2 separate regions of the Mus musculus genome follow, and region 2 is linked to region 1. Evidence: chromatin contacts called from public Hi-C data. All regions are on one chromosome and are shown on one strand. Each heading gives the region's core, a stretch centred on a gene start, on an enhancer-like site or on the middle of the called end of the contact. The rest is flanking DNA. Distances are from core to core; before and after follow the strand shown.

Evidence for each region. A called contact is a pair of places that touch in the nucleus more often than the background predicts.
Region 2: a Hi-C map of muscle stem cells shows a contact between it and region 1, with 2.8 times the contacts expected there. The contact joins two enhancer-like sites. A contact is called at or near these places in 2 of 39 promoter capture datasets (hippocampal neurons and liver), 28 of 484 Hi-C or Micro-C datasets (the 3T3-L1 cell line, the AML12 cell line, the C10 cell line and 12 more) and 1 of 115 datasets of contacts at active chromatin or transcription factors (fibro-adipogenic progenitors).

Annotation. Positions count from the first base shown.
Region 1 is chr7:39,863,878-39,868,777 of GRCm38.p6, forward strand. It overlaps Gm34052 (a long non-coding RNA gene), which reads left to right. Exons shown (of 4, transcript XR_391385.2): 2 at 647-743; 3 at 3,323-3,490. Among named protein-coding and RNA genes, the nearest start is that of Gm34052, 2.8 kb to the left of the region's middle. Within about 2 kb of position 3,409, at least 38 of the 459 cell types and tissues checked have an H3K27ac peak or open chromatin away from gene starts, as enhancers often do. A contact at or near this core is called in muscle stem cells, where this site is marked.
Region 2 is chr7:40,259,533-40,264,546 of GRCm38.p6, forward strand. No RefSeq gene overlaps it. Among named protein-coding and RNA genes, the nearest start is that of Gm38996, 34 kb to the right of the region's middle. Within about 2 kb of position 2,974, at least 3 of the 459 cell types and tissues checked have an H3K27ac peak or open chromatin away from gene starts, as enhancers often do. A contact at or near this core is called in muscle stem cells, where this site is marked.

The DNA.
Region 1 (4,900 bases), core at 2,159-4,658:
ATGTATTTATATGTGTGTATATATGGATACATGTACATATAATTTTTTCTATCAGTTCTGTTCCTCTAGAGAACCCTGACTAATAAAGCCCATAACCTACAATCCTGAATTCAAGGCAGACTAAGCTATGCAGTGAGATTTTTTCCTCCAAATTAAAAAAAAAATAACAAAAACTTCCAGAAGCCTCTCTCATATACTGAAACACTTTATACTTCTCACATACCATGGATAAGATACAGGATGGTGTTGGCACATGCATTTACTTTGGAGTTCAAACCCACTTCCTGTATCCTTTCTTAAGTTTTTGCAAGCCTAATTCCTAAGATAAACTTGTCTTATTTGCTAAAGGGATCCAACAATTACCTTAAAAATATTTTTCAAATAATCAAAAAGGCAGACTTAGGCTAGGATGTACAGAGGGTTGCTATGGTTACCAGACTAGTTATACATGTCTGCCACTGGCTGGCTCCGAATGATAGGCACTTGATTGATCCACTTAAGCACTTTATAGACAGGTCACAGTGTTAACTTTCAGTTTCTATCTTATTACCTGGGATGTGGGGATATCTTAGCGGGATTGTAAACATTTCATTTGCCTTACTGATTCTTTGAGCGAATGATTGATTTTATAATCCCTTTCATACAGGCAAGGGTTAACAAGATCTTTGGAACTCTGCTTTTCCATGGCATGCAGAAGAATGACCCAAAAGACAGAGTGCCACTGTTCACTCATTTCAGATGGAGTAAGTCCAGTTGATTGCAAACAGATCTCCAATAAAATGCCTCGGGGTAACTGGAAGTGTGTATGGGTATTCTGAGGATCAGCAGTATCTACTTGAAACTGGTTGCTCAGCTCCTGGCACTCATTCAGAGCCAGACCATCCATGACACCCTCATCTTCTTCAGTCCAGTGGGTGGGTCTGCTGAGTCACAATCTGCCCTCTTAGACAAGGGCATCTGTGATGCAATCTCCTTGTGCGGCCACCTAGCTCCCAAGTTTTTCTACTACACATCGCACTTTACTTTGGGAAGTCATCTCTCAGTGCTTGAGGGCTGTTAAAGAAGGGGGCTGGGATCATGGGGTCAGGGTTCACTGCTCTTCCTAAGCCAGGAAGAGAGCCCAGAGAGTAAGCTTGCCAAAATGTTCTCCAGTGCCTAAAGTCCACTCCAGTTTATAGATATCTGATGCTGTAATTCAGAATTTGGCTTTGTGAGCTCTACCTTGTCCTTAGGATAGCTCCTCTCCACCCCATTTAAATTGGCGAATCATTTTTTATTCTCTATAACCTTTTAATCTCACCTGAATCATGGCCTCTCATTTTAATTGTTATGGGGACTTCTTTGTGCTGTAGCCATAAAGTAATTTGGCTGATTTTAAAGAAATTCTCTGGGATTTAGAATCTGAATATCCAAAGATGTCTTTCTTTTTTTTTTTTAATTTCAAGATATGGAGTCGGAACTTTATATATATATATATTAATATACATATATATTTTTATTAGGTATTTTCTTTATTTACATTTCAAATGCTATCCCAAAAGTCCCCCATACCCTCCCCCAACTCCCCTACCCACCCACTCCCCAAAGATGTCTTTTAATGTCTTTTAATTCCGGACCGTTGTTCAATCTCTCAGTGGTCTTTATAATAGTCACCATAGGGCAACTATAGACAGTCCAAAGACCTTCTGTCTTTATTTGCAGTTTCATCTTTACCTTATCTATCTATCTATCTATCTATCTATCTATCTATCTATCTATCTATTATTTCTTATAAGCTTATATACTTGAGGGAAGAAGTTTGTTCCTCAGCTGCCTGGAAGAGCGTCACTGGTCTGAGGCAACCATGCATATTCCTTTCTCCTTGCTAGTGGCAGGTTCAGGAAGGGCATGAAATATGCATTTGGACAATGAGACAAGAGAAGGGATAGTAGTTGGGGGCAGCAGGGACAGATGTCTCCAAAGCTTTATAATGAGAAGGGCATCCTGTCATGGGCAGTGACACAGAGGAGTCTAGAGGACATGATGGCAGGAACAGGGCTGACACAGAGGGCATGTGTTGCATGATCTCATTTATATGAAAAGACAAAAATGTCAGACTCAGAAGCAGAGGGTGGAATCATGCTTGAGGGGTCAGGGCTGGGGGAAAGTTTGGAGGTGTTAATCACAAGGGCTGAACTTTCAGGCATAAACTGAATAAGTATGGGTGACCAGATATAGAATACAGTGACTATTATAGTCTATAACAATGTTTGTAATGTGAGATTTGTCAAAAACAAAAGTAGAGGTCAGGTGTTCTCATTGCTCGCACAGGGCCCTGTGGTCACGCACATACATGTACACACATTTGCACCTTCACACTAAAAACTGAGGCAGTGAATATGCTAATTTGCTTGCTTTTAGTAATAACTTCACAGAAAATATATTCAACCAGACATCAGGTGCACATGGTGATGCATTCCTTTAAGCCAAACACTTGGGAGGCAGAAACAGGCATGTCTCTGTGAGTTCAAGTGCAGCTTGTTTTACAAGGTAAATTCCAGGCCAGCTAGGGCTGCATAGTGAGGCACTTTCTAACAACCACCACAACAACAAAACAACCACCACCACCACCTCCAATAAAAACAAGAACAAAAATTAACCGTGTTGCGTCTAGGTATGACAGTGCATGACTGTAGTCCTAATAAACAGAAGGCTAAGGCGGGAGAATCAAGGACAGCATGAACTGCATGGTAAGAGCTTGTCTCAAAAATCTAATCCAATAAAATCAAACCCACAAAACAACCCCTCCAGACCCAGCCCTTCTCAAATCCCATCAACAAATATCACGTGGTGTACCTTAAATCCAAATTATTTTGGCAATATTCTCCTTTCTGTGTCAGCCTTGCTTCCCTTGCGATCACATCACCGAGCTGCATCCATATTGCTCGCCACGGTGGGATGCCCTTCTCATTGCAAAGTCACAGCAGACACCTCTCTCTGTGCCCTCACTTGCTATTCCTCCTCCTATTTCACTGTCCAAATGCATATTTCATGCCCTTCCTGATCCTGCAAAGAGAAAAGGCTTCACATGATTGCTTCAGACCAGTGACTAAGAAAAAGACTCCATCCTCAAGTAAACAACTTACAGGAGAAAAAAAACAAAAACAAAAACAAAAACAACCCACAAAGCAGTCTTTAGACAAAACTACAAAGCAAGATGGGAAGATAGTCAGGTCCTCTGCACTATAAAAATAAGGGGAAAAAGTTAAAGGTACATGGAGGAAGTAGTTACTTATTAGTCTCTGTACAGTGGGATGTGACATGTCTGGGTTTGCATCAACAGCTATCTTGGACCCAAAGCTGGGGCAGAGGCCAAGAATTACAGAGCAGCAAAGCAGACACGGCCTGAGTCCTGGAAAAGGGTGCTTTGACTCAGAATGACACAATTCTGGAAATCCCCTATTTTATTCTGCTTGCAGCAGAAGATGGAGGCTCCTGTCCCTTGAGCAGGGTGAGTTATATTTTTTGATAATGTACAGTCCAACACACTCTAGGGAGAACACAGCCTTTGTTCATCATAATAAAGATTTGCATTGGATTTAGAAAGTAGTGGAAATAAACATGCATTGTTTTGCTTCCTTCTTTGTATGACTTTATGTGTTACTTTATTTGTGTATGTGAACATGTGCACACATGCCACAGCAAACATGTACAGGTCAGAGGATAATTTGTGGGAGTCAGCTTTCTTTCAACCATGTAGGACCCAGGGATTCAATGCTGGCCACCAGCCTTGGCAGCAAGTACTTTTCCCTGCTGAGCTATCTCAACAGCCCTTTGTTTCTGAGAATGGCTCGGTTCTATACTCGAGGCTGGCTACCAGACAAAATCCTTTTGTCTCAGCTTCCACATGCTGATATTACAATTGGATTCCACTTCACCCAGCTGAATACGAAATGTCTGAGAGAGTATTTAAGATTGGGGAGTAGTCAAAATGTGTGGTTTTTTTTTTTAAGTATTCAAATGGGATTGTACCTGCTTGAGTTCACAGAATAATTAACTATAACATAATCTGTTGATTGGGCGCTGGAGAGATGGTTCAGTGGTTGAAACATTTGGTGTTGTAGAAGATCCCAAAAGCCACACAGTGACTTACAACTGCCTGTAGCTTCAGTTCCAGGGGACTCAACGCCTTCATAAGTACGATGTATGAATGTGAAACACACACACACACACACACACACACACACACACACACACACACACACACACACACACACATACATATATACATACACACATAGCTTCATATATATATGTGATATGTATATATGAAAAACACTCATACACATGCAATAAGAATACATACATTTAAAAAACATTTTTCTTTGTAATGCTAAAACCTCTGTCTGTATTTTATTGATTAAAAGCTTGATCTAAACCAAGAAAAGAGGCCTCAAACTATTGTAAACAAAGATCACATTTTTGAAAAAGCTTAGAAATACACAAAATGACATCTTTGAAGGAGAGTGTTCATGGGCTCTCACTTCTCTGATTGTGGAGAGCTGGAGTGTTGTAGGATCAGAGTCAAATTACCTCATGATAGCTGTAGTTACCTTAGCAACTATGCGTTTGCATTCTCATGACTATTAGGTAAACCCCAAACAGATTCCTGGCTTCCTGAAATAAGAAGTCAAAGAACCTCATCAAATAGCATCTGATGCCTACAGCAGAGGCTTTCCTATTTAGTTTTAGCCTGCCTTCCTGATGTTTCTGCCAATGTATTCTTAAAATACTTCGTTTTATTACTTTATTGTATTCTGTTAATAGAAAATCTTACGAAATGAAATTCCACGTTAAAATGTGGCATTTCAGGCAACCTTAATTCCTGTTCCTTAGGCCATACTTACTAATATTTGACTCC
Region 2 (5,014 bases), core at 1,724-4,223, 400 kb after region 1:
CATTTTCACTTGTTCTCTCTCTCTTTCTCTCTCTCTCTCTCACACACACACACGTATATATATTTACACACACGTGTATATATATATATATATACACACACATACATATATACACACACATATATATACGTGTGTGTATTATATATGTATATGTGTATGTGTATATGTATGTGATATATGTATTTTATTTATATTCATCCCATTACATCATGTCTTTTCCCACTCCTGCTGATCCCCTTTTTCTTCGAACCTAACACCCTTTGACATTCATGTCTTTTTTGAAGTTTTGTGACCCAACAAATTTAATCCCTACTTATAGAAGGATGCACATTGTGCCAAAAGCTACACCACTGGGGGGAAAACTCCTCCAACAATGACTAACTCCCTATAATCTTCACAAGGAAGTGAGACCTTGTGAGTCCCTCCTCCTCAGGATGCTTAATGTCCTCATTTTGTATAAGCTGTGTGCTGGTAGTCACATATTTGTGAATTTAATAGTGCCACAGATGCACTATGCCTGGAAGACACTGTTACCCAACATGTCACCCCATCCTCTAACTCTTACATTTCTTCTGCAGTGTTCATTGGGTTTCAGAGGACATCAGACAGATGTTCCACTTAGGCCTGAGCTTTTCATCAGTCATTTAATCTCAGTATTTGGCCAAGTTAGCAGTCTCTGAAGTCACTGTTGCTCCCTACAAAAAGAAGCTTCTCTGACCAAAGCTGATGGCAGCACTAACCTACAGAGACAAACAATTATTTAGAAGGCAGTTTGATGAGTATATCATATCTATTTAGCAAAATAACAGCAATAACTTCTTCACTAGGAGCTATCTCCTCCCTAGTTGTGGGATTTTGACTAGGTGTTGTAGTATCAGACAAGAATTCCCTCCTATGGAGGAGGTTTCAATTCCATAGAAAGCAGTTGCTTACCTTTGACTTAAGAGTCTTTTCAGTCTGTGATAATTTGCTTTCTCAATGGCTATTTGGTTTGTGATGAGACTAGCAGAGAAAAGCTTTGCATCCCATGGATACAGGAATCTGCACTGGTGGTCTCCTTCTCCTTCCCCTCTTGGTTTCATCTGGACTTCTGTCCCAATCATATGTGATGGTGCTGTCCACATGTTAACCTTTAGTTAACAGTTTCTGTAAATTTCCTCACAGACTCACCTGTGTATTCATTTCTTATTCCATTCAAACTGGAGATCAGTGTCAACCATCCTTACTTGGCAGATATGTGTGTTTTCTAGTTCTATGCATCCTTCTAACAAATCAATGGAATCTAAGGAGGAATAAGTAGCCCATAAGCCAATGGCTTAGGACTGTCAGTGAAAACCCACTAGTTGTGATTATTGTCTCAAATGAGGGATTGTGTGTATGAATGAGCATTTTGCCTATGGGATCAGATTCCGAGTCCAAGCAGGTGGTGTCAGAACTGAAATGAGTTATAGCATAACCAAGTGGTTTCTGCTAAAGAATTATTTAATGGGGAGTATATGGTGGTTTGAGAGGAAATGGACCCCCCCCAAGCTTATATTTTTGAATGCTTGATCCGCAGTTAGTAAAACTGTTTGGAAAGGATTAGGAGGTATGACCTTGTGGGAGAAGGTGCATGTGGTCTTGGAGGTTTCAAATACCCATGCCAGGCCCAATCATGACTCTCTCTGTGTCTGTCTCTCTTTGTCTCTGTGTCGTTGTCTGTTTCTGTCTGTCTCTGTCTGTCACTGCATCTCTGTGTCTCTGAGTCTGTCTCTCTATCTCTCTGTCTCTGTGTCTGTCTGTGTGTGTCTCTCTGTCTCTGTCTCTGTCCCTCTCTCTTTCTGACTGTTGCCTGTACACGTAAAGTTCTCATCTAATGCTTCAGCACCTTTGTGCTTCCTCACATGATGATCACAGACTAACCCTCGGAGACTGTAAGCAAGTCCCCAGCAAAATGCATTGCTTTATAAGTCGCCTTTGTCATAGTGTCTCCTCCCGGCAATAGAATGGTAACTAAGACAGAATGAATAAGTGTCCCCCAATATCTGTCTATGGAAGTTAACTGTATGTGATGTGACAATAGAAAAAAGTTTAATATTTTTAAAGTCCACTAATGACTTTGCAACATGTGCTGAGTGATTATTTCAACCACATGGCACTGAAATCACATGTGTCTGTCGAACATGGACACCTAAGAGCAGCAATTCTGCGTCCTCTTTAAAATTTTGCCCCTTTCTACAGTTGATAAAGTGACTGACAGAGGTCAGGTGCTCAGCAGATGTCCATCTTCATGAAACCTGCTGGTTTCACCAATAGCACTTGAGACCGTGTGGCTCCGGCTACACATCCCGTTGGGAATAGAGCATTTCTGGCACACATTCTTCAGCTTTCCAGGCAAAAGTTTGATTGGATGTATTTGGATGGACTTAGTAAGGGGAGGCAGCTGGCTGGCAGTGTTATCTGTTGAAATAAATATTATGACACCTCGGCAGTGACTTCGCTACCCACCTCAATGCTGTATGTTCCTGAATGAAAGACACACACAGCCTTTACACTTTAATATGCCTTACACAGCTCAATAGCTGGGCCACTGCCTAACCTCCACTTGGTTATTTCCAAGTTATTACTTACTAATTCTATGTTCTATCATGGCTGCTCTGGACCAACTGGGCTGTGCTCTGGACCCTGCTCTCCTGGTTTCTTCACTTGGTGGCCATGCCGTTCTGTCCTGCACTATTCTCAGCCATGGTGTGTCTCCTCTCTTCTATACTCCCTACATGGCAAATCTCTGCCTTCCTTCTCCTCCCAGTCCCAAGCCCAGGAATCCTAAAATCCTGCCCTTGTCTGCTCTGCCCAGCTATTGGCTGTTGGCATCTCTCTTTACCAACCAGAACCAATTGGGGGCAAATTCCCAGAAGCTACTTGCAGACACTCTGGTACAAACAGTACCAGAACATAATTAGCATTTATAATACATGCAGCCACAGTTATCATGCCAGCTTCTTCCAGGATGGCCAAATCAGAGTCCCAAAGGCAATATTGGGGTCAGAAGGGTACACTCTCACTGCTTTCCCACTCCTCTTTATGAGTCATTTTCAGATTGTTTCCAAGGATTCCAACTCCCTGGTGACTTCACACTCCCATGATTCCAGCAGGGAGAGAGATTGGCAGGTGGAAGAACACAGGATGTGGTATTAGAATCAGAGCAGAAATAAATACAGGGAAGTATGGGTGGGCACAGGCAGTACTCACCATACATGCTCAGAAGAACCTAATGACTTACTAAGCTGAAACCTTGTCTGTGAGTCCTGCATTCCACCTTTGCACCAACATCAGCAGGATTTGCCTCTGTCTCATGATTCATATCTAGAGGCTTCCCAACAGTGAAGCTTTTGGGGCTCCTAGGAAAAAGGTATAACCTAGCTGCTAAATTTGGTTGCATCTGATCTCTGCCTCTGCCTAGCCACTGAGAGGAGCTGATTTTTTCTTTTTGATTTATTTACATTTCAAGTGTTATCCCCTTACCAGCTTTCTCCTCCTGGAAACCCCATATCCCATCCCCTCCCCTGCTTCTATGAGGATGTTCCTCCAACCACCCACCCACTCCCACCTCCCCAGCCTCTATTCCCCTACACTGGGGCATCTATCAAGCCTTCATAGGACCAAGGACCTCTCCTCCCATTGATACCTGACAAAGCTGTCCTCTGCTACATATGCAGCTGAAGCCATGTATGCTCTTGGTTGGTGGCTTTGTCCCTGGGAGCTCTGGGGGTTCTGGTTGGTTGATATTTTTGTTCTTCCTATGGGGTTGCAAATCCCTTCAGCTCCTTCAGTCCTTTCTCTAACTCCTCCATTGGGGACCTCACAGTCAGTACAATTGTTGGCTGCCAGCATCTGACTCTGTATTTGTAAGGTATGGCAGGGCCTCTCAAGAGACAGCTATATCAGGCTCCTTTCAGCAAGCATTTTTTTAGCATCCACAATAGTGTCAGAGTTTGGTGACTGTATCTGTAATGAATCCCCAGGTGGGACAGTCACTGGATGGCCTTTCCTTCAGTCTCTGCTCCACACTTTGTCTCCATAGTTGCTCCTGTGAGTATTTCATTCTCTTTTCTAATAAGGACTGACGCATCCACACTTTGGTCTTCCTTCTTCTTGAGCTTCATGTGGTCTGTGAATTGTATCTCAGGTATTCCGAGCTTTTGGGCTAATATCCACTTATCAGTGAGTACATACCATGTGTGTTCTTTTACCTCACTCAGGATGATATTTTCTAGTTCCATCCATTTGCCTAAGAATTTCATGAATTCATCATTTTAATAGTTGAGTAAATTGTGTAAATTTTGTAATTGAGTAATTTGTATAAATTGTGGTCCATTGTGTAAATGCACCACATTTTCTGTATCCATTCCTTTGTTGAAGGACATCTGGGTTCTTTCCAGCTTCTGACTATTATAAGTAAGGCTGCTATGAACATAGTGGAGCATGTGTCCTTGTTCTATGTTGAAGAATCTTTTAGGTATATGCCCAGGAGTGGTATAGTGGGCCCCCACCTAGGGCAGTTGCCCAGAGTGTAGGGATCCTACTTCCCTGCTGTGGAGGAACATTTGTCTCCTCATCAACAGGAGTAATTTTCTTCACTGACTAACAGAGTACCATTAGACAGATACAGATATGTGAACACACACACACACACACACACACACACACCACCACCACCACCACCACCACACACACACATACACACACACACACACACACACACACACAGAGAAAGAGAGAGAGAGAGAGAGAGATAAAGGGGGAACGTTCAAGCAGAATTTAAGTAGATTTTTGGCATTCAGTTTTTTGTGTGTGTTTGAGTTTGGGGGAACGTTTAAAAAGTTCATTAGCTACTTTCTCAAACAATCTTGAAAACAAAGGTCTATGTGCCATTTACCAGCTGCTGACACTAGAGTAAGCCCACTCCAAGAACATTGAGCAGGGTAAGGCTAGAGATCATCCAGATTAACACAGGAGGCACAGGTGAGGGCTT